Linked DNA regions of Mus musculus: regions 1, 2, 4, 5, 6 and 7 are each linked to region 3. The links are chromatin contacts, called in public HiCAR-type, HiChIP or PLAC-seq and promoter capture Hi-C maps. All regions are on one chromosome and are shown on one strand. The core of a region is the stretch at or near the end of the contact, and the rest is flanking DNA. Distances in the headings are between cores, read along the strand shown.

Region 1 (3,738 bases), core at 234-2,733, 1.2 Mb before region 3:
ACAGTGACGCAGTCTGAAGACTGAACTTGCCAGCCTACCGCAACCTTCCAGAAAGCATTTTTTAAAAAGAGTTTAAAAAAAAAAAAAGCGGGACACCGCCCGGGCCCACGTGCGCCGGCCGCGCTCAAACGAGGGGGGGGGAAGCCTGGGCCCACCTCCCCTCCCCCACACGAGCCCGCGTGCCCCGCCGCCGCATTGTACTGAGCTTCCGCCCCGCTCCCCGCGCCTGCCGCCGGAAGTGACGTCACCACGAGCCCCTGCGCTCCTTGCACAATACCGCGGCGCTAAGCCGCCAAAGCCCGCCCGCTCCGGGACCTTCGGGCTTCTCCCCTCCCCCCACCGCCGACATGTGCCCGGACCGCGCGCACGCAGCGCCCCAGCGGCCGGCGCTCCCGCCCGGCCGGCCCCCCCACCGCGGCAGCTGCAGCGCTCCCCCCACCCCGGCGCCCGACATACATAATGGAGGCGCCGCCGGCATGGCGAGCAGAGCCTCCCGGGGCTCCCCCGCCCCCACCCTCCCGCGGCGCTCGCCCCGAGGGGCCCCGGCAGGCCTGGGGCACGGTCCCCACCGCCACGCGCACCCATCACGCAACACTCACCCGCCACCTTCCGCCTTCTTACCTCCCGCCTGCTGTTGGCCCTGCCTCGCCCCTGGCGGCGCCACCGTCACCGCGAAGAGCGAGGTGGGGCCGCTGCTCTTGCCCGCGGCCTCCTTGCCGGCACCACGCTGCTGGGAAGGCTGCTGCTGCGCCGCCGCTGCCGGCGGTTGGGACTGCTGCTCCCCGTGACCGTTCTCGTCGCCCGCGCCCTCCTCCTCGTCGCCGAGCTCGTCTTCCCCCTCCTGGAAGCCCTGGTCGTCGCCGTTCTCGTCTTCCGACGCTGCCTCCTCTTCCTCCATCGCGCCGGCGTCAGCCGCCCCCGCCGCCCCGTTCTCCTCGCCCAGCTCCATCTGGTCGCCGTCCAGAGCGGCGATGCCCTCCTCCTCCTCGTCGTCTTCGGCGCCAGCCGCGGCCTCCTGCTCTAGGCCCGCTCCCGAGCGCCCGGCCGCATCGCCACCTAGGTCGAGACTGCCGTTCCCGGGCTCCATGGCGGGGCGGCCTCCTGCCTCGTTGTCCAGCGCGGCCTGGAGTCGATCCATGAGATCGGCCTTGAGGCCCTTGTCGGAGAGGCGCCGCTTCTTGAGCTCCTCCTTCAGCTCCGACACCTTCAGCTTCTTGACATTAACAGGCGAAGAACTCATGTTGAGGGCCCCGGTTCCCCGCTGACTGCTGGCTCCCTCGGCCTGTGGCGGCGGCGGCTGCTGCTGGTCGGCCCGGGCGGCGGCTGCGGCTGGAGATGGCTGAGTGCTGCTGCAGAACGGACCCGCCTGGTGTCGAACGGCGCCAATTCCTTTCACCGAGTTCGCGAGGCAAGACGCGGAGACTCGCCCGGCGCGAGCGAGCACGCAACGTCCTCTCGCAGGGGCGGCGCCGCGCACGTAATATAGGCGCCCCGCCCCCTGCCGAGGCGAGGCCCGCTAGAGCGGCTGCGCGCGCAGGCCCCGCCCCGCCCCCACTGCGCGACCTCCGCGCTGGGCCGGACCGCGCAAATGGAGGCTCTTAGAAGCCACCTTTCGGTTAAACGGACCCGCCGCAGTGGCCGCCGGCCTTTCCGGCTCTTGAGCCGCCGCGCTCCACCGGCGCTCTGCCTTCTGTGTCCTGGCGGAGGCTCTCCTCCACCCGCCTTCAGTCCTCACCTGGCATTTTCCACTCGAGAACAACCTCCTTTCTTCCATCTTAGTTTAGTTTTTTGGTTTTCGGGTTGTTTTTTTTGTTGTTGTTTCTTGGGTTTTTTTTTTTTTGTTTTGGTTTTTGTTTTTTTTTTTGTCCCTCCGGCTCTAGGTTTAAAAAACTCTTCAAGTTTCCACCGCTGCCCTGTAGAACACCCATAGGCGATTGTTATGCAAAGGTGGTGTTTTGTTTAGTTTTTCCACCATTTAACTGCGTTTTTAAATTTTACAAGTCCTGCCTTGCCAGTCGGACTTATTTTAAGTTCCGCAAGGGCGAGGCCAGAGCCTTTCTTTTGTCTCTTCCCCAACCAGTGGTGCAAGGTTTGGGAAAGAGGCTTGCTGTACTCCACCATGCCTAACAGCCATATAGAGCGGGCCTTGTGTTGCTACTCACCGTATTTTCTATTGACCTTTGAGTAAGCCTTAGATTTTCATGGAAGTTCCCCTCGTTGTACTATAAAGATAGGCCTCTGTCCCCTGCAAATCTGATCCACCAGTTTGGAGACCCTTTAATTACAGATGAGGAAGACAGCCAGCACCCAGCTAGATTATGCACTTTGATCCTCTCCCTGTTTTTTCAGCCACTCTAAACATGTTTGTATACCTGCTGACTTGTCTACAAACTGGTAGTAACAAAAGGCTGGGATTTAGTAAAAAAAGAAAACACCTGTAGTTCTATTACTTGGCAGAGTGAGGCAGAAGTATCAAGAGTTAAAAGCTAGCCTGGGCTACTTAGTAAATTCCAGGCTTATCTGGGTTGAATACCAGACCCTATCTCAAAAAAGAAAAGAAAAAAAATTATGATTTGTTTTCTGGCATTAAATATGTTGTGTTCTTGAAACTTTTATATAGAATTTAATTTCTACACTGGGGCCTTCCTGTGTAGATTGCACCCAAGCTATGCTTGGTGGTACATGTGTATAATTTCAACACTTGGGAGATACAGGTAAGATGATCAAGAATTCAGTGTCAGCCAGGCAGGCAGTGGTGACACCCAAGTTTGGCTCCAGCGCTCAGGAAGCAGAGGCACCCCACCCACCCACCCCCATCCCCTCACCCCCACCCCCACCCTGTCTATGAAGCCAGTTCCAGGACAGCCAGAGCTACACAAAGAAACCCTGTCTCAAGCTAAGCAACTAAGCAACTCAGTCAATAAAATTCATTGTCATCCTTGGCTACAAAAGTTCAAAGCCAGTAGGAGATACCTGAGACCCTGTCTTTACAAAAACCAAGCACACCAAAATGTGAAACTATATATACTGGTGCACTGGTGCTCTGGCAGTAAAGCTGTGGTCCCTGTATTCCTCCTGTTCATCTGAAACTTAACGGTACAGAAATGAAACCTATCTGTCCAATATAATTTAACCAATTAATAAAATGATTTGTTTATTTGGTTTTTTTTTTTTTGAAGGGTCTCTGTGGCCAAGGCTGGCTGTCTATGCCTCCTATGCACTGGAATTAGAAGCATGCATTACTGCTCCCTGCTGCAACCATTTTTAAAAAGCATTATCCCTGGGGGGCTGGTCAGACATCTTAGCAGTTAAGAACACTAGCTGTTCTTCTAGAGGTCCTGAGTTCAATTCTCAGCAACCACATGGTGGCTCACAACCATCTGTAATGGGATCCGATACTCTCGTCTGGCATTCAGGTGTGCATGCAGATGAAATACTCATGCATTAAAAAAAAATTAATTTTTTTTTTTTTTGGTTTTTCGAGACAGGGTTTCTCTGTATAGTCCTGGCTGTTCTGGAACTCACTTTGTAGACCAGGCTGGCCTCGAACTCAGAAATCAGCCTGCCTCTGCCTCCCAAGTGCTGGGATAAGACTACTAGAGAAGCCCGCCAACTATAAACACTATCAAAAAGTGTTATCTGTCATATACCAGTTGATTGTGGTGTAGAAAAGCACAAGAGCTGGCCACCACAAGAGACAGCAGGAAGGACGTCACGCATGTATATAACCCCAGCCCT
Region 2 (3,721 bases), core at 436-2,935, 1.1 Mb before region 3:
ACACACAATTCCAGTCAGAATGTCCCAGTGTATAGAACAACGTTACTGGCTGGAAATGTATGTGGTAGAAACAAGTAAATAAAATAAAAGCACTATAAACATTTTGAAAACTTTGCCTATGGGACCATTGAAGAGGAGGTAAAGATAAGGGGCAGGCAATGCTCAGGGTCACCTTCCATCAGGAAGGGACAGTTCTCTTCCTTCCCATACTTGCTACAAAGTCCTTCATCTTCAGGGAGAGTAAGGGGAACACACAGAATGTAAATATTAATATAAAATAAATAAAATATTAATATAAAATAAATAAAATATTAATATAAATTACTCTTCCATATTTTGGGGTGATTAATTTACTGTATGCTTGAGTTCATCTTGGAAGTCTTTCTTTTCTTTCTTTTCCTTTCTTTCTTTCTCTTTCTTTTTGTTTTATTGTTTTGTTTTTGTTTTTGTTTTTGTTTTTTTGAGACAGGGTTTCTCTGTGTAGCCCTGGCTGTCCTGGAACTCACTCTGTAGACCAGGCTGGCCTCGAACTCAGAAATCTGCCTGCCTCTGCCTCCTGAGTGCTGGGGAAATTTGCTTGATATGCACCATTTTCTGATTATTCAAATTGTAGTTAGACACTTCATCAAATCTTTATTGCCTATAGAAAAAAATATTTTAATGAAGAGTACAGTTGGCCTGCTTTGAGGGTTCATTCACTGAGATTACAGAACTTCGATGAATAAAAACTAATAATAAAAAATAAAATACTGAGATGTAAAGTGAATAAATAACTATATTAAAGAAAAATCAAGACAAAACAAAGGCCTCTACATTTAGTTACTTTTACAAAAATATTTAAATAAGTACACATATACCATGAAATTATCATTAAAGATTAAAACTAGATATTAATTTGAGTCACATTGTTAGACATTTCAAAACTGTTGGGTTTTTTTTGTTTGTTTGTTTGTTTGTTTGTTTTGGGGGGGTTTCATTTAAGGGAGAATCTTAGTATTCTGAGCTTATCCATCAAATAACAAAACACGCGATAGCCAAGTTTCTCAGTACTCAAAATTCTCATCGGAAGGTCATGCCAAATTGCACCATCAACATACAAAATGTGTGTATCCCTGAGAACAGACCGTCAATTTATTTGTTGCTATGAGAACACTATTTTGTATCAGAAATTGCAGCCTTGGCGACGCAGTGTTTGCGCCTATTTTGCACATGTTTTTCTACAGCAAGTCCTCTCTCTCTCTCTCTCTCTCTCTCTCTCTCTCTCTCTCTCTCTCTCTCTCTGCGATCCCGGGGAAAGGCTGGGCTTCCTCCTGCACTGGCCCATGTCCGTTTTCGCTCCAGTTCCGTGACTGGCAGAGTGGCTCCGCTCAGGAGAGGGTGACGCCAGAGAGCCACAAGGCCTGGCTCGGGTGGGGTTGGGGTGGGCGGACGCTTTTCGGGGAGGGACCGTGTAAGGGGCCGCCAGGTCTGCGCCCGGTTCTGGGGCGCACCTGAGACGGCCGGGAAAAAAAAAAGCTGAATAAAATAAGTAATTAAAGAAATGAATAAAGAAATAAGCAAGGCACACTACGTCCTTGACAGTCACAATCAGGCCCAGGCGGGTTCCGGAGCCTTGTTAATAAATGACGCCCCTAGGCCCAAAGAACGCGGGCCTCGGTTCTGGTGGGGGCGGGGATCGGGGGGCCACCGTGCATCCAGGGGCTTTCTCCGCCCGCGGGGTCCCGCAGGGTTCGTGCTGGATGTCTCCCGGGCGACCGGCTCCGCACCAAGATGGCGGAGGAAAGGGACGCGGAAGGGACAGGTAGGACCCTGCCTGGGGTGCCACGACGTCGCCTCTGCGCCTGAGGAAGCGCCCCCCGGCCAACATCTTGAGCCCCTCGGCGTGGCGACAGTGGGCTGAAAAGCGGCGCCAGCCCGCGTCCCCACCGTCCGCCCTCCCGTCCCCTCGAGAGGTCTGCGCGGGCTGTTGTAGCCCCCGCCGGGGAGGTTCATAATGGCGTCCTTGTCCCTGGCACCTCCCCTCCCCGTGAGGGCGCCAGCCGCGGTCTGGGTGGGCTGTGGGTAACCCGGAGGGCGGCCTCATGGAGGACTGGAGCTGCGACTAGAACCTGGCGGGATCCTCTGCGGCTGTGCCGAAACCCCGCCCAGCCCGGCCCAACCCGGCCCCAGCCGCCTCCATTTTGCCTCCTCCTCCGCCAGGCGGAGCGCAGCCTCCAGGTCAGACTGGGCCCTAGCGGCCCGGGTCGCGCTAGAGCCTTGCATAAGGAACACGCACTTTAATCACTTTAAAGAAAACCCAGCCGGGACTTGTCGGGCCGCCCAGACCGGCCGGGTACCCGAGAGGCCTCAGGGGACCCGAAAAACTAATGTTTCATGTTGAACTGCAAGACCTTTTGAATTGTTGCTAACCCAGCCGAATGACTTAAAATCGGATCTGTGACTCAACAGCCATTACGTGATAAATTGACAACATCACCGCTAAATAAATAGTCAAGCAAGCCCTAAAATAGTAAATGGCAAACATTGCAAAAAAAGTGAAAGTAACACTCCATCTTTGCTGACTCTCTCCCCTCCCTCTTGTATTCCCCCACCCCCACCCCCACCCTCTGGTTTGGAACACAGTAGTTAGGTTAACAACTAATATTTACACGAGTTGTTTAGTCCATTGTCATGGTGATTACAGGAACCCAGCAGGGAAACTTGAGACCCTAGATTTTTTTTTTTTTTTTTTTTTTGGTTTTGGCTGTCCTGGAACTCACTTTGTAGACCTGGCTGGCCTCGAACTCAGAAATCCGCCTGCTTCTGCCTCCGGAGTGCTGGGATTAAAGGCGTGCGCCACCACTCCTGGCAGCTAGAGATCTTATTGATGACCTGTGATTTATAGATGGTAAAATTAATCTCAGAAGTCGGCATTGTAGTATAGAGTTTTAACTCTACTAAGGTATCAAGATTTTTGTGGTGCTATTTTAGAAATGGAAGGTTTTATTCTACTTTTTTGTTGTTGTTTTTACAAAGAATATGAAGTTAGAGGGCAGGGAGTGTCGGTGAGGTGTTGGGGGAAGGGAAAGAATATGATCAAAATATGTTGTATAAAAAATGTTTTAGGTGAGTCGGGGGTGGTGGTGCACACCTTTAATCCCAGCACTTGGGAGGCAGAGGCAGGCAGATTTCTGAGTTCGAGGCCAGCCTGGTCCTACAAAGTAAGTTCCAGGACAACAAGGGCTACACAGAGAAACCCTGTCTCAAAAAAAAAAAAAAAAAAAAGTTTTAGGTAAAAAAAAAAAAAAAGCTTCCCCAGAAAGTATTTTTTTTTTTTTAGTTATACTTTTATTACCCCCCTCAAAAAAAGTAAAGGAGAAAATCATTAGGGGATGAATTATTTTTTAAATTAATTTACCTTATGTGTATTGGTGTATTGCCTTTGTGTATGTCCTTGTGAGGGTGTCGGATCCCCCAGAACTGGAGTTGCAGATGGTTGTGAGCTGCCATGTGTGTTCTGGGAATTGATCCAGGATTCTCTGGAAGAGCAGGTAGTGCTTCTAACCTCTGAGCCATCTGTTTTTTTGTTTTTTGGGTTTTTTTTTTGTTTTGTTTTGTTTTTTAAACAAAATCTAAATCATTTGGTTTTACCAATGAAAACCCGGGAGCCAGAATCTGTGGTGAAAGTTTGCTAGCTCAGAGAAGCAGAGAAAGCACCCAGCTGACCCTGCTCCTCAGCCAG
Region 3 (3,585 bases), core at 1,070-3,569:
CCTGGCATTTGTTTATAACCCTGAGAGGTGAGGGCTGCCTCCTACCTTTTAGCCAAAAAGAACAATCCTTTCTCACCTGTCAGTTAAGGTAAGCAGTGGCCTGTGCTCGGCTAATCCAAGAAAGAGAGCAATTAGCTTCCCAAAGAGCACAGCAGAGTCCCTCGTCCAGGGTGCTACCAACAGGATGCGGCCCAGACTACAGCCCGACCACTACAGGGCAGTTCTGATTTGGTTCCTGTTCATCTTCACATCCAGGTTTCTCCCACCCTTAAAGCAAAGCTGAGAGTTCCCCAACAACCTTTCAAGAATTTTTTTTTTTTTTTTTTTTTTGGTTCTTGAATCACCATGGTTCTCGAAAGAAAAATGATAAAAGTCAGGCTCATTGTGTACTTTATTCTGGAAAATGGGAGATTCTTTCTAACGTATGACTCAAAATCAGCTCCAAGACAATATTTGTACAGAACTCCAGTACTTCATAAAATATATATATATATATATATATATATATATATATATATATAGCAAAATTTTTAAAAAGAACATCTCAGCCAGGTGTGGTGGTGCATGCCTTTAATCCCAGCACTCAGGAGGCAGAGGCAGGCAGATTTCTGTCTCGAAAAACAAAAACAAACAAACAAAAAAGAACATCTCAGGTTGAAGAGATGGTTCAGTGGTTAAGAGCACTGGCTGCCCTTCCAGAGCACCTGGGTTCAAAAGACAATCTCTGATCATTCCATTACTAATTTGTCATTGTTTATGATTAAATGCACCTGCTCTACCCACTGAGCAACACAGCCTTCAAACTATGTCTGCAAGGAGGCTTACATCATCTTTACCACTTAATGCTTTAGGACTTAAGCAGTAAGCTCTCTGCCATGGGGTGAGGTACATCTACACTCTAAATAGCCTACAAAGTATGTAACACAATGAAGGAAGAGTCCTGCTTTCTCCAATTAGTCTGTGAGAAGGGGGTTCGTGGCATTCGAGGCCGAGTTGTGAAGGGAGTGAATTGCTTTAACCCCACAAACTTCCCGCTGCTCTTTCAGCAACAAATCGCGTGCAGGTGTGTGCATGTCATTTCGATCACCACTTGAGAAGATAACAGATAACATTATTATTTGCTAACTTTAAAATGCAAAGCGAAGTCTTCAGTTATAAACTAAACAAGAATATTGTGGAAGCCGGGCGTTGGTAACAGCAAGACTTTGGGACGCAGAGAAGGCCAGCCTAGTCTACAGAGCAGCTACAGAGAAACCCTGTCTGAGGGGGCGGGGACTGAGGAGGGAGGAGAGGGGAGCGAGGGGAGTATCCTGGAATGTATAGTAAAGCTAGACTCCCCACCTCTACCCACCCCAAACACAGAGGGATGGGTCTGGAACCTACCTACCTCAGAGTCCTTATCCCAGTGCATGGTGGGAACCCGATGTGTGCGGACGGAAGTGTATATGTTACACAACTCTATAAACAGTAAAGCACCCTCCGCTGACACCGTGCTTCCAGACTTCGAAACACTGTCACATAAACTGTTGCATCTACACAGAGGTGGTGAGTTACATTTGTCCGCACAATCTCTAGAGGGCAAAGCACACCGCGAGTCCTACGCTCCTAGAGTAGACTGTTTGCATCTCTTATTTTGCTCTTTTGTTACACGGTTAATTCTCATTTGCTCCAGTCCTTAGGGATGTCTCATTCATCTTCCTAAACCCAAGCCACGTAAAATCCAGACCAGCAAAGTACAACATAAACACCAGGCTTCTCGCTCCTCCCGCAAGACAGGTCAGGTGGGGCCTCAGTTCTGATCCTGACGTACACACCCCTACTCCTTCCCAGACTCACACCCCCCTGCCACTTCTGATTTCCACAACCAATGAAGCTCGTTGCACAGGCTTTGAATATTTTTGTTCCCCAGCAAAATTATCTGCCCGACGCTTCCCCTTCATCTGCACCACTGCCTCCCCCAATTCCCACCGCAGCCTAGGGTGCTGCAGACACCCCACAGAGCTGTGCCCTCGAGGCCCACCCCCACCCGCAGAGCCACGCGCCCCGGGCTCAGGTTCCGTACGTACCCCAGTAGGCAGCGATCACAGACTACGCCACGACTCCCCTTGCACACAGTGTAAGCCAAGGGGTCGGAGCGGAAGAGCAGCTCCCCGGGGCGCAGTGGAGCCACAGCACGCAGCCCGTTTCCCCGGTTGGCAGTCGTGAACTTTTCCACCTTCAGTGCCTCCATCCTTCCTCAGATCCACACCTCAGATCCGAACTGCGTCCCTCAGCTTGAGTCTCGTGTTTTCTGACTGCGCGCCTGCGTCCTGCGCTTGCGTACACCAGGGGGCGGAGACGAGCGCGCAGGTCCTGTGAGCATGCGCAGGAGGACCTACTACAGCTCGGGATGGGGTGGTGTATTTCCTCCTGTATTTTATTCCGCGCTTTTTTTTTTCTTTTTCTTTTTCTTTTTCTTTTTGAGACGGAGTCTCACTATGTGTAGCAAAGACTGATCTGGAGCTCTCTTGATAGACCAAGGAACCTCTCTATTTAGACCTCGAACTCACAGGATTCTGCCCGCCTCAGCCTCCTCAGTTCTGGAATTCAAGGTGTGCTCCACCACGCCCAGCTTATTATGCAAATTTTAATGCATAGTGAAAAAAAAAATGGTAAGAGCCCATGAGTGGTGGCACACACCTTTAACCTCTGCACTGGGGAGGCAGAGGCAGGAAGACCTCTGAGTTTAAAGCCAGCGTGGTTTATAGAGTGAGTTTCAGGACAGCCAAGGCTATACAACAGAGAAGCCCTGTATCAAAAAAAAAAAAAAAAAAAAAAAAAGGGCAGTGGTTATCTGTATATTCAGCATCTAGATCGAAAAATTCTTAACATCTGCAGGGTTTTTTTTTAAGATTTATTTACTGTTATATGTAAGTGCACTATAGCTGTCTTCAGACTCACCAGAAAGGGCATCAGATCTCATTACAGATCTGTGGTGAGCAATCATGTGGTTTCTGGGATTTGAACTCAGGACCTTCAGAAGAGCAGTCAGTGCTCTTAACCACTGAGCCATCTCTCCAGCCCAGCATCTGCAGTTTTGGATCACACCTTCTGTATATCTATCTATATGCCTATATTTTTTTATAAACCGTTTTAGAGTTATGTTTGTTGAACCCTTTGAAATAATGTTGCAGTCAGGTCTTGAACTCAGAAACCCTTTATTCTCTTCCTCCTGAGTTCTTGGATTATGGATATACAAGCAAAGGATTATGGGTATACAATGAACAAGCAAAGGAGTAGGCACAAGACTGCCTAGGAGGGTCAGCATGATCAACCAGTTCTGATGCTCAGACTCAGCTATATGAGACCTATATCAGACCACACAAAGCTTTTTAAAGACAGCGTCTATTGTGTATCTCTGGCTGTCCTGGAACTCTCTGTGTAGATCAGGCTGGCCTTGAACTCATAGACATCCTGCCTCTGCCTTTCCTGTATACACGTCTGTGTGCCTTCTGGGAACCCCAGCAAACACACAAGTGGAAGACTAGCCTCAGTAACAGAGAAATCCTGCTTAAAACATCTTTTTCTATGAGTGATTTCTTACTT
Region 4 (3,869 bases), core at 638-3,137, 1.2 Mb before region 3:
CAAGCCTGGAGCTAAATTATCTTAGGCTATCCTTGGCCTCCTTAATAGCCATTCATTGCCCACTTCTATGTATAGCTTAGCATCTATCCTTGTGACTGTCCTTCTGGAATGTATAAACAGAACACTAACTTCCACCAATCCCAAAGACTGAGAATGTCATCAGATGAAATCTAAGGCCAATAGCCAGAGACATTCCATAAACTGAAGTGTCTTATCTCTTTTGTTACCATATAAAACTCATAAGACTGTAACACTTTTATGTTGAATATGGTTTGGGGGCAGTTTGAATCCTGTCCTTGGGTCATGATCATTTACATTTTACTACAGAATAAACTCTATTCTCTTCAAAGTCGTTTTCTTTCATCCACACCTTCAGGGAGAAGGAGAAGGGTGAGCTTGTTACTTTTCATTATTAACTGTTAAAAGACAAAACTGAAAAATATTCTATTTTCGTTAAATTAAGAAACTTTATCGAATCCATGACATTTTTCAAACAAGTGAAATGGACTCCAACTCAGTATACTCTAGCAACGTCTCAGTCACAAGTAAAACGGTAACGCCATTTCCTCGGTATTTTTCCCGTTACGTCCTTTATACCGCAATTAGGAATGCAAAAGAATTCCTCTCTCCTTTATGGAATATTACAACCTTAAATATTACCTTCCAGACAAAAATTCAAAGCCTGGCTAGCCAAGAATTTCAGTAGAGTATCCCAAACTGTCAAGATAACAGTTCCTTTTCTAGTCCTAGTAATATTAGAGCATTATACACTTTGTAACTGTTCAGCTTCCTTAAAAACAAAAAACAACTTACTACGCATAAAGAGAAATATAAATCACTTTTACCCCCTGGGATTGGCGAAAAGCAGTTAATGAGCATGAAGAATAAGACAGTAAGCAGTCCGCATGGTAATTAAGATGAGACCCTCCCAGCTAACACTGACGGGCAAGTAGCGTGCAGCACGTTACATGAAAGGCGGCATGACTCTGCACAATGACAGGCCGGGACATTTTCCGGGGAAGGGCCGTTTGGAACGGAAGAGGCCAAATCGGGAAATAGGTAAACAAAGAAAGGCAAAAGGCCGGGGCCAGGACATTAACCCGAAAACGGAGTCGCCATCGCCTGCTGAACTGGCTGACACTTGGACCCAAACGACCCACGGTCTGGGTTTCTACCCGCTATGTCACCGTCGCGTCACCCACGGCCTCCCTCCCGAAGGAAGGCACTTGCCGCCTGACGCATGCCCCCTAGGTAGCGGCCGCCTCCATTTTGTCCTGAGTCTCCTCCACGCGAGCGGCGCGCTATTTTTAACCTAAATCTGCGGGCCGGAGGGGGAGGGGCGTGGGCCTGGCGGGCGCTGGAAGGCCGCCGCGAGGGACCGAGGCGGGGGTGCGGGAGGTTGTCAAGGTCACCAAAGCTAGGACAAAGGACAAGCTGGGAACGAGGCCCGCGGAAACAGCGCCAGGCGACTTCCGGCAGTGCGGGGGCCGTCAAACCCGGACTCCCGCCCTCTAAGAGGACAAAGCGGCGCGCGACGCGCGGCCCCGGCTCCGCCCTCAGCGCCCAGCACGGGGACGCGCACAACGGTTGAAATGGCGGTTAAGGCGGAGGAGGGGCTGAGGGAAGCGAGTTTCTCGGTGCTCCTTGACTCGGGCCACCCTGCCTGCGAGACAGGAACCGGTGGCGCTTCTCTAGGTTGCCACCACTCGCGTTCCTCATGGTCGGTTGCGGGTTGGAAAACAGTGTGGCCGGTTCCATGGAACAAAGGAGTGTGCCAGGGCGGGCTTCCGGACAGCCCCAGGAACGCTCCCTAAGATGGCCGCCGCCGCGCGGGGATGGGGTGGGCGGAGCCCGTGTTGCTCCCGTCGCGGGCCTGGGCGGGGCGATGGAGAGGACTGGTGCCCATGGCGGCCGCCCCGGAGCCCCACGAGACGGAGAAAAAGGTAATGTTCGCCATGGGGCAAGGGGGGGTGGGGGGAGGTGTGCAGTGCGCAGGCCGCGACCCGGTTTCCTAGACCCATCCCATAGCCGCGAGGTATATCAGCGATCTAGTCCTCATATCCCGGATATATCTAAATTGCCAGTTAAACTAGTGAAGAGCAGGCCTGCAGGGTCAGAAAACGGAGACTAATCCAAAACTAGCATTGGATTTGGTAGAAAGGGCTAATAAAGGGGAAATGAAAACTCTGGAGAGCTGGGCGTGATGGTGCATGCCAGTAATCTCCACTTTGAGGGCTGAGGCAGGGGTGAGTTCTGGGCCAGCAAGTGAATCAGTCCTTTTCCTTGCACAACACAGGAGCGCACACTCACAGGTAAGGTATAGATTTGTTAGTTCAATGTGAGAACTGCAGTTTGACCTCTTATTAAAAAAGACGAAATCTCCACTCTGCATGAAGCCGACATCCTACTGGGGTAACGGGACAGTCGAATTTCATCCATTTAAGCCAGCCGGGATAAAACTGCAGTTTGGCCATGAACTGCTAGGCCTGATAGAATGGCTACAGGAAGGTGTCCCAAGTGGAGACTAATTAAGCCATGGTCAAGTGTCTAAAGATGTCTTTTGTTAAACAACTAAAACACTACCTATCAAATGAAAACTTGCTAGCACAAGTAAGGTCAAATGTAGTGTTTGCTTCATAGCTCATCTAGACTTGCTGAAATTGAACAGTGGGTTTGACAAAAAGACTCTGCTCTGAAAAATAAAGCCATGAAGGCTTGGGATGGGCACACCTTTTAACCAGGCACTTAGGAGGCAGTGAGTTCCAGGATAGCCAGGGCTACAAAGTAAACCTAAAACCTGTCTCAGAAAAGATTTTGGAAGCAAGAGAAACTACTTGAAAATACTTTGATACTTTGGTCGGTTTGCAAAACCGACTAAGACCAAATAAGCAGATGAATAGTCTCACAAACAGGGAGTCGAATAAATGGTATTCAGCTGATAACAGGTCACAAATGTTAAATCCGTAAAAGGAGGGGACACTGCTACTGGAACGTTGCTACTGCCAAATCCCCAGGCCAGTGGAACAGCAAGCCAATTACTGTAAATGTTTTCTCAAGATTCCCGGTGAGATGGAATCTAAGTGTATCTTTGCCTAAACAGTGGCCATGAGCGTGTGGGTACTCAAGTAAAATCAGGAGCATCTAGTTAATATAGTCTTGCAAGGCAACAGAAAAATGGTAGTATTAGGACTTAAGATGTGGAAGCAAGCGCAATCCTCAGAAGGTAAAGGTGCTTATTTACCACCTCTGTTCAAGTCTCTGGAGCTCTTGTGGCAGCCCAAGTCAGACACCCACAGATATAACTTACAGAATTTAAAATCCTTTCAAATTTAAAATCCTTTCAAATGAAAGGATTACAAAGCAGTCCTTTGGGGGGGGAGACTGGTTGAGTACAATACAAAACTGGCTTTTAGGACCACTGATGAGCTTGCCACAGGAAGCTTGAAAGATTTAATGCCAACCAGGTCTCCTTTTGCAATGACACACTTAATGGAAAAGGATGGACAGTCAACTTGAATCCTAGTTTTCTCTTGAACTGGAGTTATGAAACCACCATGTAGGTGATAGGATAAGCAAGGAATCTCTCACAAGAAACCCAATTTTAAGCTATCTGAACTAGGCAAGAATACAGGTGGTAGGTACATAGGTACAACTGGTTTCACTAACGCTACCAGAATGTCTCCATGTTCATCATGTACTGGATGCTAGTTGGCATAGGAGTAATTTCCAGAGATGGTGTGAACTCCCCAGTAGACCTGTAGTTTCTTATTTGAGAGTTTGATGATGAGAACAGCCCACAATGATTGATTGGGTGTATGATTAAAAACAAGAGAAGCAAGTCATCAGTGAAAGAACAATTTTACTTTAAT
Region 5 (3,558 bases), core at 861-3,360, 1.1 Mb before region 3:
CTTTGAACTCACAGAGATCCACCTACCTCTGCCTCCGCAAGTGCTGGGATTTAAGGCATGGACCACCACTGCCTGGCATCAAGTCAAGTTTTAAAAAACAACAAGATAATGAACATTTTGAAGTATTTAATAATATCTTGGTTAGCACTACTAGCAAAGCAGCAAACGGGGGGGGGGGGGGGGGGGGGGGGGGTTGGTGTAGTGGCCATGGGGGAACTTCTAAAAAAAAGCTGTTGGGTAAGGCAACTTACAAAGACAGAGATAATTGCTGATACAACATAACAAAAGGAATTCTGTCTTTTCACTTCATCCCAGTCTTTTCTTTGCTTAGAGATAGCAACATAGAAGCCATTCCCAGGAGTTTAGATTGCACTAGGCTGCACATATGTAAGGACTATTGTTCACAGATAGTCTGTTGTTTGGATGTTCCAGGGCCTAGAGAGCTCATGCTGACTGCATATACAAGGTTCTCTTTGCTTTGCCGTTTGGCCAACTGCCCTACAGTCTCCCCCATTCTCCAAATGCCCCCCCCATCATCTCCATTGTGCCCCCCTGTTCAAGAGATTACCTACAGGTCTTTTATTTACCAGAATGTCCAAGCTCTGCCCTTCAGTTGGGACTTAAAAGTTAGATAATGCTGTTGGACTTTGCTGGGGAAGCTTTCGGTTGCAGTATCAGTGACCACGGGTCTGTATTAAATGTCACTCTGGAATAATTATTCTCCTCTGAGCCGAAGGTAAACAAGGAGAGGGGTCTGTCAGCTTTCATCCTGCACAGCTAAGTACCCTTTGGATTTATCTGGTAAAGCTGAGAAATCTAAGATTGTTCCCGGTGTCTCCAACACTAGCCCCTTAAAAAAGAAAACAGAAAAGGGCAAATCCGGGGAATCTCAGAACTTTGTTTTTATTTCATCACTCAGAGGGAACAGTGACTCCGGATTTCCATGAGAATGACAAAAGTGACGGCCAAGGTCAGGACACACTGTAGATTCATCTTTTCTTACCAATTTGTCCGGCTGTGTTAGTAACCCAAAGAGCAGAAAACGATGTGAATTTTATTCTTAGGAATCAAATAATTTTTTTTTTCAAAATTATTTTAAGAGCACTATTAGGCCTTTCATGCATTGGAAAAGAAAGAGAGAAAGATAAAAGAATCCACCATGTTTTGAAATCTTCCTGGTGCTCATAGGGCAAAGGTGCTTGTGCCAAGTCTAATGCTGAGTTCGATCCCTAGGCCCTACACAGTAGAAGGAGCAAATCGACTTCAAAGGCTTTTCTCTGACCTCCAAAACTCCTGTGGCATGCCCACCTCCCTCCCCAGTAATAGTGTATGCACGGTAGTGTTCTTAAGTGGAACAGCAGTACTGATTGATTCAATATGCTAGGCCCTATGGACTGGTGTGTAATCTCTGAGATGGGCATTTAGGAGTGCGTGCAATTGTCTGTTCAAGTGCTTTGTGGATCCGCGTGGTCTTTTTGGGGGGACATGGAACAGGATCCTGGAGGGAAGTCAGGAGCAAGCCTAGGAGGCCTAGGCTTTCAGGGCTAGGACTATAAATACGCACAGGCCCGGGGGAATCGTGAGACAGGCGGTGCGCACATTGCACTTCCTGGGAACTGCGAGCCCAGAGCGGCAGGCGGGGCCAGGCACCAACCCACTTGACAAATGCGCGGGGGCCCAGCGCGCCGCTCTGGGCGCGCGTCCACATCGCGTCACGTGCGCGCGGTGGCCAGGCACAGCCACCTCCACCCGGCTTGCCGCACGGGAGGGACTCGTGACGCTTGCTTCCGCGACAGATGCTTGCCGTTTTGGAAAGCCAGGTCATGTACAGAAGACAGGTTTACCTTCTAGATGAGGATAGGGCATGGGGGCATAGCTCAGGGATCCCCAGCAACACAGTGGATGGATGAATGAAGTAAAAGAAAAATAAAGTGTCAGGAACTGTGAGTGGAGAAAAAAACCCAACAATTAATAGTGTCGGGAGTCGGGGGCGGGGGAAGTAACTCAATAATGGGAAGCTTACCTAAGCATGTTGTGCCTGGAGGACTGTGCTCTGCAGCCGGAAGGACAGGGTAAAAGGTCTATAAGGGAAATAACCCGGATGGATGCGTCCCAAAGTACACATGCCTCTCTGCCCGGCAGTTGCTGCTCCTTACCCCTCCTCCACCGCTTAGCACAGTGAGGGGGAAGGCCTGGGTTTACTTAACGGGATTATGGGTCATTCTCACTGTTAAGATGTGCCTGGGTTGACACATGCCCGTTGATTTCTAACGACCGTTTTATTTAATTGTTTGAGGGAGAGGCACCAACAATTTTGAAACTGTTATTTACATATGGAGGCTTAGATCTTGGTTTATCTAAAGTTCTTACTATATTTACTTTTTGGGGTCTGGAAGTCAGAGTACAACGTGTAGAAGTCTGTTCACACCCTCCATCACTCTGATCTCAGGAATTGAAGTAAGATCCTCACACTTGATTGTCATGTTCCTTTACTGGCTGGGGATGCTGATTCAGCGCAGACTTCCTAGCGCATCAAAGGAAGAGCCTATACTATCTTTCCTCCCATGATATCAAGGTGATCAATGGCTTCAGGTGTTGTCCACCTGGAATAGTCCTTTATAACGTTGTCCATCATCTTAATTGTGAATGTAGCTACCGTTGACAGTCCTTGCTGGAGGTTTTATTTCATTAGCAGTTGAATTCCTCTTCTCTAAGGAGCAGGCTCTTTCCTGGTGAGTTATTTAGTTGCCCAGAGTTACAGTGCATCCAGGACACACTGGATTGATGCTCGACTCTTTATTTTTGGAATGAAAAGTTGTATCTCCACATCCTCCAGAGGTGACCAAGGGATCTTTTTCTGAATGCTTATGAAAATCACCATAATTGCTATGTCTCAATATGCTGCAGCTGTTATTTTATTCATACATTTGATGCTCAGGATGCCTTCCTGTACTGGCTGGTTTTGTGTGTCAATTTGACACAAGCTAGAGTCATCAGAGAGAAAGGAGCCTCAGTTGAGGAAACACCTCCATGAGATCCAGCTGTAAGGCATTTATTTTCTCAATTGGTGATTAGTAGGGGAGGGCCCATTGTGGGTGGACCTATCCCTGGGCTGGTAGTCCTGGGTTCTATAAGAAAGCAGGCTGAGCAAGCCAGAGGAAGCAAGCCAGTAAGAAACATTTCCTCCATGGCCTCTGAATCAGCTCCTGCCTTCAGTTTCCTGCCCTGCTTGAGTTCCTGTCCTGCCTCCCTCCAATAATGGACTGGGATCTGGAAGTGTAAGTCAAATAAGCCCTTTCCTCCCCAACTTGCTTTTGGGTCATGCATGGTGTTACAGTTTTTGGCTACAGCCTAAGTCTCCACAATACAATTCAGCAATCAGGGGAAAGCAAGTAACACAATTTAAAAGGTAGGAAACTTAACAGGGTGGGTGGGCGGGGCCCACTTGGGTTCTTCAACAATAAAGTTCAAAGAGGAAAAAGGACATGAAACCTACAGAATATAAGAAACAAGAGAGACCGTGAGTTCCAGGAAAGCCAGGACCATTAGACAGAGAAA
Region 6 (3,655 bases), core at 988-3,487, 1.3 Mb before region 3:
GAGAAACCCTGTCTCAAAAAACAAAACAAAACAAAACAAAAATAGTAACCAATAGACTTGGCAATAGTGTAATGTTAGAGTAATGTTAAATAATGTTATGATGCTTTTACAATAGTACATTTCCATATGGTTTTTCCAAAGGCTATTCATGTTAGTTGTCCTCCCCATATTGCCTTCTTTAGCCTGACCTCCCACCTCCTCCCCCTTTTAATATTTCTTTCCAGCTGCATTTTTTCAATATTTCCTAGTGCTTCAACCCTTAATTTCACATAGCCTATAGTCATCTGCAAAAGAAGTTCCAATTAACGGATTACCTTTATCAAATTAGCCTGTGGGTATTGTCTTAACTAATTGATATAAGAGGGCCCAGTATACCCTGGGTGTTACATCCCCTGGAGAGGTTGTCTTGAGTTTCTTAAAAAAGCTAGCCAAGCATAAACCAGTGATTGAGCCAGCAGGCACTGCTCCTCCAAGGTGCTTGCTTTAAGTTCCTGCCCTGTCCTGACTTCCTTCTGTGATAGACTGTGACCCCTAAACCTGTTCTGCCCTAAGCTGCTTTCTGTCAGAGCAGGTGTTATCACAGCAACAGAAAGACTGCCCAACAAGTCTCTAGGCTTTAAGTTCTACTGAAATGTTTATTTTAGTCAGATTAATGGTTGTGACTCCATTTCATTTATGCAAATGCCTACTCAACATCTCATGAGACTCTAAAAGGCACTGAAAATATAACATGACCTAACAGTAATTTCATTTCCCTTTCTAACCTGCTTCTCCCTCAAATGTTTGATATATTATGAATAACATACTATCTACCCAAATTTGTCAAACATCCAGGACCTATTTTTGAGACTACCCCTAACTCCCCCAACAAATTTAATGTCCACACTTTTTAATATAAGGCTGGTCACTAGACTCCCAAGATGAGGAAGAAACCAAGCCACAAATCCAAAGTGCCTTTTAAATCTCTTGCATTATATCTGTTAATAACCCATTGACCAAATCAAGCCAAAGCTTGCTAAAGACAGTAGAGAGAGGCATCAAAGGTCATATATAATTTGAGAAGCCACTTTTACAATTTACCACGTTAATGGTCATGTTTCTATTTCCCTTGCCTCATTAAAATTTCACACAGAAACTCAAGCAATTTTTAATTTTTTAAAGTTATTTATTTATCTGAGTACATCATATCTGTCTTCAGACATATCAGAGGAGGGCATCTGATCCCAAATATAGATGGTTGTAAGCCACCATGTGTTTGCTGGAAATTGAACTCAGGACCTCTGGAAGAGCAGCCAGTACTCTTAAGCATTGAGCTTTCTCTCTAGCTCTCAAGCAATCTTTTAAGAGACTTATGTACATATTCATGTCGTTCCTTGGCTCAAACCCTACCAACTCTTCATTTAAAATCCAACCTCAGAGTTTGGAGAGATGGCTTGCCCACTAAAAGTACTTGTTGCTCTGCAGAGGATCTCAGTTTGGTTCCCAACACTCAGGTCAAGCAACTTACAGCAGCCTATAACTTCGGTTGCAGAGCATCCCTGCCCTCTGTCCTCTTTGGTCACCTGCACCCCTTGCTGTCTTTGTCTCTGTCTTCTGTCTTTCTCAGTCTCTTTCACTCTTTCACACACAGAGACACACAAACACACACACAATTGATAAATCTAAAATGTAAAATAGATATTCAATCTCAGCTAACTGAAAACTCAGGATGTCTTCTGACCAGTTAACTGCCTGTCCACAGATCACCTCTTTGCTCATTATATTCTAGCCACAGAGAACTTTTATTTTGTTCCTTAAGTACAAAAAACATGTCTTATGTCTATGTACTTTTGTCTCCTCTAATTGGAATTCTTGGCTCTCTTATATTTGACTAGCTTTCTGTCATTCACGAAATGTGAATTCCGTTTTGAGGGTTAAAGGAGACTTTCTTACATCCTACTTTTACAAGGGTAACCTTCCTCCCTTTATTGCCTCACTTCTATATTTTCAAAAATTAAAAAAAAAGCAGAAGGGCTTTGGAAAACTTAGTCATCACTTCTTCACATTGCGTTGGATTCACATCTCACGCTACAAACACCAGAAACAGCACTGAAAACTAAAAGGCAAATGGAGTCTCTGCTCGCCAAGGACGAACAGCGAAGGTTCCCCTGACAAACTCTTCGCAGGACTTTCTGGGAACTGTAGTCTCCCAGGGAGACGTGAGTGCCTACAATATCCTGGTGAATGCTGGGATATGTAGTCAGACTGCTTACACGCCCAATAGGAATCGCGGGTTCTCCCTCTGCTTTCTGGGAACGGTAGTCTTTCTGCGACCTCGAGCCACCAGGGTGAAGAGGCATCCGGCCTGTCGCCATTTTAGGTCTCCAGCTGCAGAGCCTGAGAGCCTCAACGCGCAGGCGGGCTCATCCCTGGATCCTGGCCGGCCCCGCCTCCAGGGTGCCTAAAGCCCGCCCCTCGCCCAGGCCCCGCCTTCCCCCACGTGTCTGCGGCCGAGGGGAGGCGCCTGAGCTGGAGCTGCCTCTCCACCTGTCTGGCCGGGTCCTCGTACAGGTTTCTGACAGCGTCTCCCGGGAGCGGTCCCGGCTGCCGGATGCTTCCGCCCCGGCTGCGGTGGGCCGGGCTGGACGCTTAGTGCCCGGCTCGAGCCCTGCCTGAGGCGCCCGCGGGGGTGGCAGCGGCCTCCGCCCCGCGGAGACCGAGCGGCTGGAGGACGAGGCGGCGGCCGTGGGGAGAAGGATGGGGGCTAACCAGTTAGTGGTGCTCAACGTCTACGACATGGTGAGTGCGTCCCCTGGCGGCCCGCGCTGGCCGGCCCTGTCAGGGGTCGGGACCCCGGCCCGGTGCTTCCTGCCTCGCGCCTCCGCCTCCAGCTTAGTTCTCAGGGGTGGGGGGAGGGGACAGTCGCGCTGTCTTCTAATCCCGAGACTGGCCCGCGCGCCTCCTGGAGGTGTCCCAGTCAGTCCGAAAGAGGGCTTGGGCTCGAGCCTCGTCCCAGCCCTCAGCTCCCCTGGCTGTGGGCCCGACCCCTGGGCGGATGAGCCGTGTCCTATCCGCGAAGCTTCGGTCGCAGGGCGACCTCCCTCCCAACTGCCACCTGGCCTCTAAGCTGCTCAGCTCCCCTCTGCCCTGCTCCTGCTGGCCCTTGTCTGTCTCCAAATGCTCGAGGCTTCCGACAACTCTCAAGCCCTTCAAGTCTAGAAAGTCACAGCTTCGATGCGGATGCTAGCGTCTCCCCAGAGGTGAACCGGAGCCAATACACCCTCACCTCCAAGGCATCCTCATAAAAATGAAAGAAGCGAAAATTTATGTAGAAAATAGCGCCATTGAATTATTTAGCGATCACAGAGGTGATCCTAGAATCCGAAGGCCACTTTCCAGGTGATGCAACAGGTGGATGACGTGACCGCTAGAGAGGGAAAGACAGCCTTGTTTATTATGTCATCTAACTTTGAAGAACTGAAAACATTCAGGCTAGGGTTCAAAGGCTGGATCCCCTCAGGTTCCAAGTGCAATAATACCCCTAGAAGAAGCACCTGGTAGAGAATGATCGCCGCAGGGAGGCTACGTTTGGGTGTGTTCACTCTCCTTTGGTTACTTAATTTTTGTTTTGTAAAGGATAGCCTTCCCCTGAAAAGCCTGAAATTTCTTGGCTATG
Region 7 (3,927 bases), core at 1,133-3,632, 1.3 Mb before region 3:
CAAGCAACCAATCCATACTGTGCTGCTTCAGCCAAGTATCTTGATCTACACTATAAGGCTGAACAATGATATCTGGCTCTTCGCCAAAATAAGTTAGTGCCTGCTTCCCTCCAAGTATAACCATCTGGGCTACTGCTTCATAATATGGCAGGATATTACGTTTAGGAGATATCCTCAAATGTATCCACATTAGAGGAGCCCTTTGCCACAACAATCCTGTAGGCATATGAATCGTATTAAAATTAACAGATGTAAAGGTAAAGAGTAATCTATATAAGTAACAAATTGTTCTTCAGTAGCTCTTTCTACTTGTTGTAAGGCCAGCAATCCTTCTGAAGTTAAAGATCTAGGGGAGGTAGGATCAGAACTCCCTTTAAGAATATCAAATAAAGGTTTCAATTCCCCTGTAGTAAGCTTTAAATAGGGGCAAAACCAATAAATATCACCTAACAATTTTTGAAAATCATTTAAAGTTTTTAAGCTGTCCCTGCAAATAACTATATCCTGGGGAAAAACAGCTTGATCTGTAAGTCTAAAACCCAAATAATTATAAGGATCTTGAGTCTGTACCTTTTATGGAGCTATTTGCAGTCCTTTATCCTCTAAGGCCTGTTGTAAATCTCTATAACATAAAAGCAAGTTCTGAGGATCTTTTCCCTTTAATAATACATTATCTGTGTAATGAACAATGATATCATAGGCCATTGTTGTCTTACAGGCTGAATGGCTTGTGCCACAAACTTTTGACATAAGGTAGGACTATTAGCCATGCCCTGTGGAAGAACTGTCCATTGATATCTTTTCATAGGTTCCTTGAAATTAATAGAAGGAACACTGAAAGCAAATCTTTCACAATCCTCAGGGTGCAAAGGAATAGTAAAGAAACAATCCTTCAGATCTACCACAATTTTATAATATTCTTTAGGAATGGTTACCGGAGATGGAAGCCCAGGTTGTAAAGCTCCCACAGGTACCATGGTTTCATTAATCTTTCTTAGATCTTGTAACAATCTCCATTTACCAGATTTTTTCTTTGGTAACAAATATTGGAGTATTCCAAGGAGACTGAGATTCTACTAAATGCCCTGCCTCTAATTGCTCCTGCACTAGCGAAGAGGCGGCTTCTATTTTCTCTTTAGGTAAAGACCACTGATCAACCCACACCAGAATATTATTAAGCCATTGAATTTTATCAGCATAGGATGCAGTCAAGATAGTGGCCATTACTGAAAATACCCCAAGCCTCTTGTGTTAGAGTGAGGTTTAGGACCTTCAAAAGCGTTAATACTCGGGGCTGGCGAGATGGCTCAGTGGGTAAGAGCACTGACTGCTCTTCCAGAGGTCCTGAGTTCAAATCCAGAAACCACATGGTGGCTTACAACCATCTGTAATGAGATCTGATGCTTTCTTCTGGTGCATCTGAAGACAACTACAGTGTACTTATTCATAACAATAAATAAATCTTAAAAAAAAAAAGTCTTAATACCTTGTCCTTCCTTTCCTAGCCCCTGACCAGGCAAAAATCCTTGTCTTAGCATCTGCTTAGTAACTGCCTCATTAGGACTGCATGTTATAATGCCCATCTGTGACAAGAGATCTCTTCCCCAGAGAGTAACAGGCAAATTTGTCATAACATAATGCCGAATCTGTCCTGAATTGCCCTCCTCATCTCTCCAGGTTAGCAATTTAGAGCTTTGTTTTGGGTTATTGGCATAACCAATTCCTTGGAGGTGAGTAAGCATATCAGACAAAGGCCAAGGTGAAGGCCAATCTTGTCCTCTAATAATTGTTACTTTAGATCCTTCAAAGCTTTTTTCCTTCAATTATCAATTTAAGGTTAGGCCTGATTAGTAATAGATTGAACCCAGTACACATCAGAGGAACCAAAGCCACTTTGTCCTCTCTCATTCTTAACAAATCTGGACGGTAGCAGATGTAAGGGAACTAAGATAAGTTGAGCAATTCTTTGATTAGCAGGTACAGTTATAATACCATGAGGGGAAGCAGCCATGATTTTAGTTTCTCCCTCATAATCATTATCTATAACACCTCGATAAACCTGCAGATCTTTTACAATAGAACTGCTTTGGCCTAAAAGAAATCCCCAAGTTTCTGCAGGTAGAGGTCCAAAAACTCCTGTAGGCAGAGTTTGAACTCCCATTTCTGGGGTTAATACTGTGTGGGTGGTAGAACAGAGGTCCAATCCTGCACTTCCTGGTGTTGCCCTGATAAGTTCAAAAATGGACTTACTTGGCTGGGCAGCAGCTTCATGGCCCCATAAGCTGCCTGCTGTGGGTATCTTGGGGCCTGAGGCTGGCCCCTCTTCTCATTTCCTGGCACCGACAGCCCTGAATATCTGTCTTGGATTTACATTCCCTAGCCCAGTGGTTGCCCTTCCTGCATTGAGGACAAACTCCTGGAGCACGGCCTGATTGCCTGCTCTTGGCACCTCTACTCCTAGGACAATCATTTTTAAAATGACCCAAACTTCCACACTTAAAACATGCATTATTCCCTCGTTTCTGTGCAAGCAATGGTTCCTTGCAAAGCAGCAGCCAAGGCCAAGCCCTGATTATATGAAGGCCCAATCTCTGCACAAAGACGGATATACCCGGCTAAGTCTTTCCTTTTTGTGGCCGAATAGCGGCGCAGACATGCTGTGTTAGCATTCTCATAAGCCAATTGCGTAATGAAAGGAATTCCCATTTGAGAATCTCCAAGAATTCTACTAGCTGTTTTTAATAGCCTATCCACAAAGTCCTGGAAAAGCTCATCAGGACACTGTCGAATACTGGCTACACTTCCACTGAGATCCCCTTTAGTAGGTAAGCACAGCTGACAGCCATAGCAACCTGCGAGTACACTCCCAACAGGAAACCCAATCTGATTAGCATTGCTTTCATATTGACCTTCTCCTAAAAGCATGTTAATATCCCAGTCTGGGTTTCCTGTCTGAGCATTCAAAGCAGCAGTTTTCTTACTGGCTTCTTGCCATTCAGAACTCCAAAGTAAGAAATCTCCTCCTGACAAAGTAGCCTTACATAGAGTCTTCCAATCTTGGGGGGTTAAATTTGACTCCATGACAGTATCCAATAATGCTTGTGTAAAAGGAGCTATAGGGCCATATTGTGCAACAGCTGTTTTTAACTCCTTTATCACCTTGAACTACAAAGTCTGGTATTGTCTGACTATTGTTTTGCTGGTCAATTATCTCAACTACAGGAAAGGTTAGCATCAGATGTGTCCTGCCCTTTCCCCGAGAGCCTGACTCACAGCTCTTTCTAGCGGGGATTGGTACATTTCAGAATAGCTGTTCTTCCCTGTATTTGATATCTTTTTTAGCTCCCGAAGCTCATTAGTCAATTTCTGTAACTTAATTTCAAACTCTAATTTACTTAGTGCATGTCCATTTATGTAGCAACTCCTATAGTGGAGGCCATAGGTGGAGCAGAAGGTTCACAAGGAGGCAATCCTCATCAAAATATTTGGCAGCTCCTTTTTCTGAATGATCTTCTTTGTCTAACATGCTCATCATTAGAGTCTCTATATCTTTCTAATTTAGGGTTGAGAGGGCCCTTTTCTGAGAAAGTCCTCTCTGGCAGGCATTCTTCCTGAGATTCTTCAAGCTCTGCCTGGGTACTATCTGACGCCTGCAAGGTCTCTTCATCAATATCATCTTTTACAAGTGCCCAGAGGCAGAGGGTGAAATTATCTGCCTGGGTGTTTCTCAGAGCTTCTCTAATTCTCTCCCAAATTTTCTTATCTAAAGTTTCTTCTTCTCTGAACCATGGGCAGCAAAAATCTATCTGATCTGAAAATTCTAACAATTATTCTTCAAACCCTACTCCTCGCCTGAAGCAGCTCTTGAAGACTGTGGACAAATACCTCTTTAGAATTTTCTATTCCCATTTTCCGCTGTCAGCCCCT

The links. Promoter capture Hi-C pulls out the DNA fragments that hold promoters and counts their contacts. HiCAR-type assays count read pairs that join an accessible place to other places. HiChIP or PLAC-seq counts read pairs in DNA pulled down with a chosen protein or histone mark.
Region 1: an H3K27ac HiChIP or PLAC-seq map of embryonic stem cells shows a contact between it and region 3, with 5 read pairs. The contact joins the promoter of Hnrnpu here to the promoter of Smyd3 in region 3. A contact is called at or near these places in 13 of 39 promoter capture datasets (the 3T3-L1 cell line, the C10 cell line, the HPC-7 cell line and 8 more), 4 of 115 datasets of contacts at active chromatin or transcription factors (the 230-238 cell line, embryonic stem cells and large pre-B cells) and 1 of 9 other capture datasets (liver).
Region 2: a promoter capture Hi-C map of liver shows a contact between it and region 3, with 5 times the contacts expected there. The contact joins the promoter of Efcab2 here to the promoter of Smyd3 in region 3. A contact is called at or near these places in 7 of 39 promoter capture datasets (the 3T3-L1 cell line, 3T3-L1-derived adipocytes, hippocampal neurons and 3 more), 10 of 115 datasets of contacts at active chromatin or transcription factors (the 230-238 cell line, bone marrow-derived dendritic cells, embryonic forebrain and 5 more) and 1 of 9 other capture datasets (embryonic stem cells).
Region 4: a contact with region 3 is called in an H3K27ac HiChIP or PLAC-seq map of extraembryonic endoderm stem cells, with 10 times the contacts expected there. The contact joins the promoter of Cox20 here to the promoter of Smyd3 in region 3. A contact is called at or near these places in 9 of 39 promoter capture datasets (the 3T3-L1 cell line, the C10 cell line, the HPC-7 cell line and 6 more), 3 of 115 datasets of contacts at active chromatin or transcription factors (DN3 thymocytes, extraembryonic endoderm stem cells and large pre-B cells) and 2 of 9 other capture datasets (adipose tissue and liver).
Region 5: a promoter capture Hi-C map of liver shows a contact between it and region 3, with 2.8 times the contacts expected there. The contact joins the enhancer-like site here to the promoter of Smyd3 in region 3. A contact is called at or near these places in 5 of 39 promoter capture datasets (the C10 cell line, cranial neural crest, hippocampal neurons and 1 more) and 3 of 115 datasets of contacts at active chromatin or transcription factors (astrocytes, embryonic stem cells and large pre-B cells).
Region 6: a HiCAR-type map of astrocytes shows a contact between it and region 3, with 4 times the contacts expected there. The contact joins the promoter of Desi2 here to the promoter of Smyd3 in region 3. A contact is called at or near these places in 7 of 39 promoter capture datasets (the 3T3-L1 cell line, hippocampal neurons, liver and 3 more), 2 of 115 datasets of contacts at active chromatin or transcription factors (astrocytes and pro-B cells) and 1 of 9 other capture datasets (adipose tissue).
Region 7: a contact with region 3 is called in a promoter capture Hi-C map of liver, with 3 times the contacts expected there. The contact joins the enhancer-like site here to the promoter of Smyd3 in region 3. A contact is called at or near these places in 6 of 39 promoter capture datasets (the 3T3-L1 cell line, hippocampal neurons, liver and 2 more) and 1 of 115 datasets of contacts at active chromatin or transcription factors (pro-B cells).

The regions. Positions count from the first base shown.
Region 1 is chr1:178,336,332-178,340,069 of GRCm38.p6, forward strand. Hnrnpu (heterogeneous nuclear ribonucleoprotein U) reads right to left here and starts at 1,484. Exons shown (of 14, transcript NM_016805.3): 1 at 622-1,484. The coding sequence starts at 1,240.
Region 2 is chr1:178,404,333-178,408,053 of GRCm38.p6, forward strand. Efcab2 (EF-hand calcium binding domain 2) reads left to right here and starts at 1,686. Exons shown (of 7, transcript NM_026626.3): 1 at 1,686-1,801. The coding sequence starts at 1,771.
Region 3 is chr1:179,515,722-179,519,306 of GRCm38.p6, forward strand. Smyd3 (SET and MYND domain containing 3) reads right to left here and starts at 2,320. Exons shown (of 12, transcript NM_027188.4): 1 at 2,067-2,320. The coding sequence starts at 2,230.
Region 4 is chr1:178,317,266-178,321,134 of GRCm38.p6, forward strand. It overlaps Cox20 (cytochrome c oxidase assembly protein 20), which reads left to right and starts at 1,888. Exons shown (of 4, transcript NM_025511.2): 1 at 1,888-1,943. The coding sequence starts at 1,905. It also overlaps a transcript of Hnrnpu not described here.
Region 5 is chr1:178,367,376-178,370,933 of GRCm38.p6, forward strand. No RefSeq gene overlaps it. Among named protein-coding and RNA genes, the nearest start is that of Gm24919, 22 kb to the right of the region's middle. Within about 2 kb of position 2,111, at least 417 of the 459 cell types and tissues checked have an H3K27ac peak or open chromatin away from gene starts, as enhancers often do. A contact at or near this core is called in astrocytes, embryonic stem cells, hippocampal neurons and 1 more, where this site is marked.
Region 6 is chr1:178,185,180-178,188,834 of GRCm38.p6, forward strand. It overlaps Desi2 (desumoylating isopeptidase 2), which reads left to right and starts at 2,238. Exons shown (of 5, transcript NM_024282.3): 1 at 2,238-2,778. The coding sequence starts at 2,737.
Region 7 is chr1:178,203,474-178,207,400 of GRCm38.p6, forward strand. The region is part of intron 1 of Desi2 (desumoylating isopeptidase 2); the gene reads left to right. Among named protein-coding and RNA genes, the nearest start is that of Desi2, 18 kb to the left of the region's middle. Within about 2 kb of position 2,383, at least 21 of the 459 cell types and tissues checked have an H3K27ac peak or open chromatin away from gene starts, as enhancers often do. A contact at or near this core is called in liver, where this site is marked.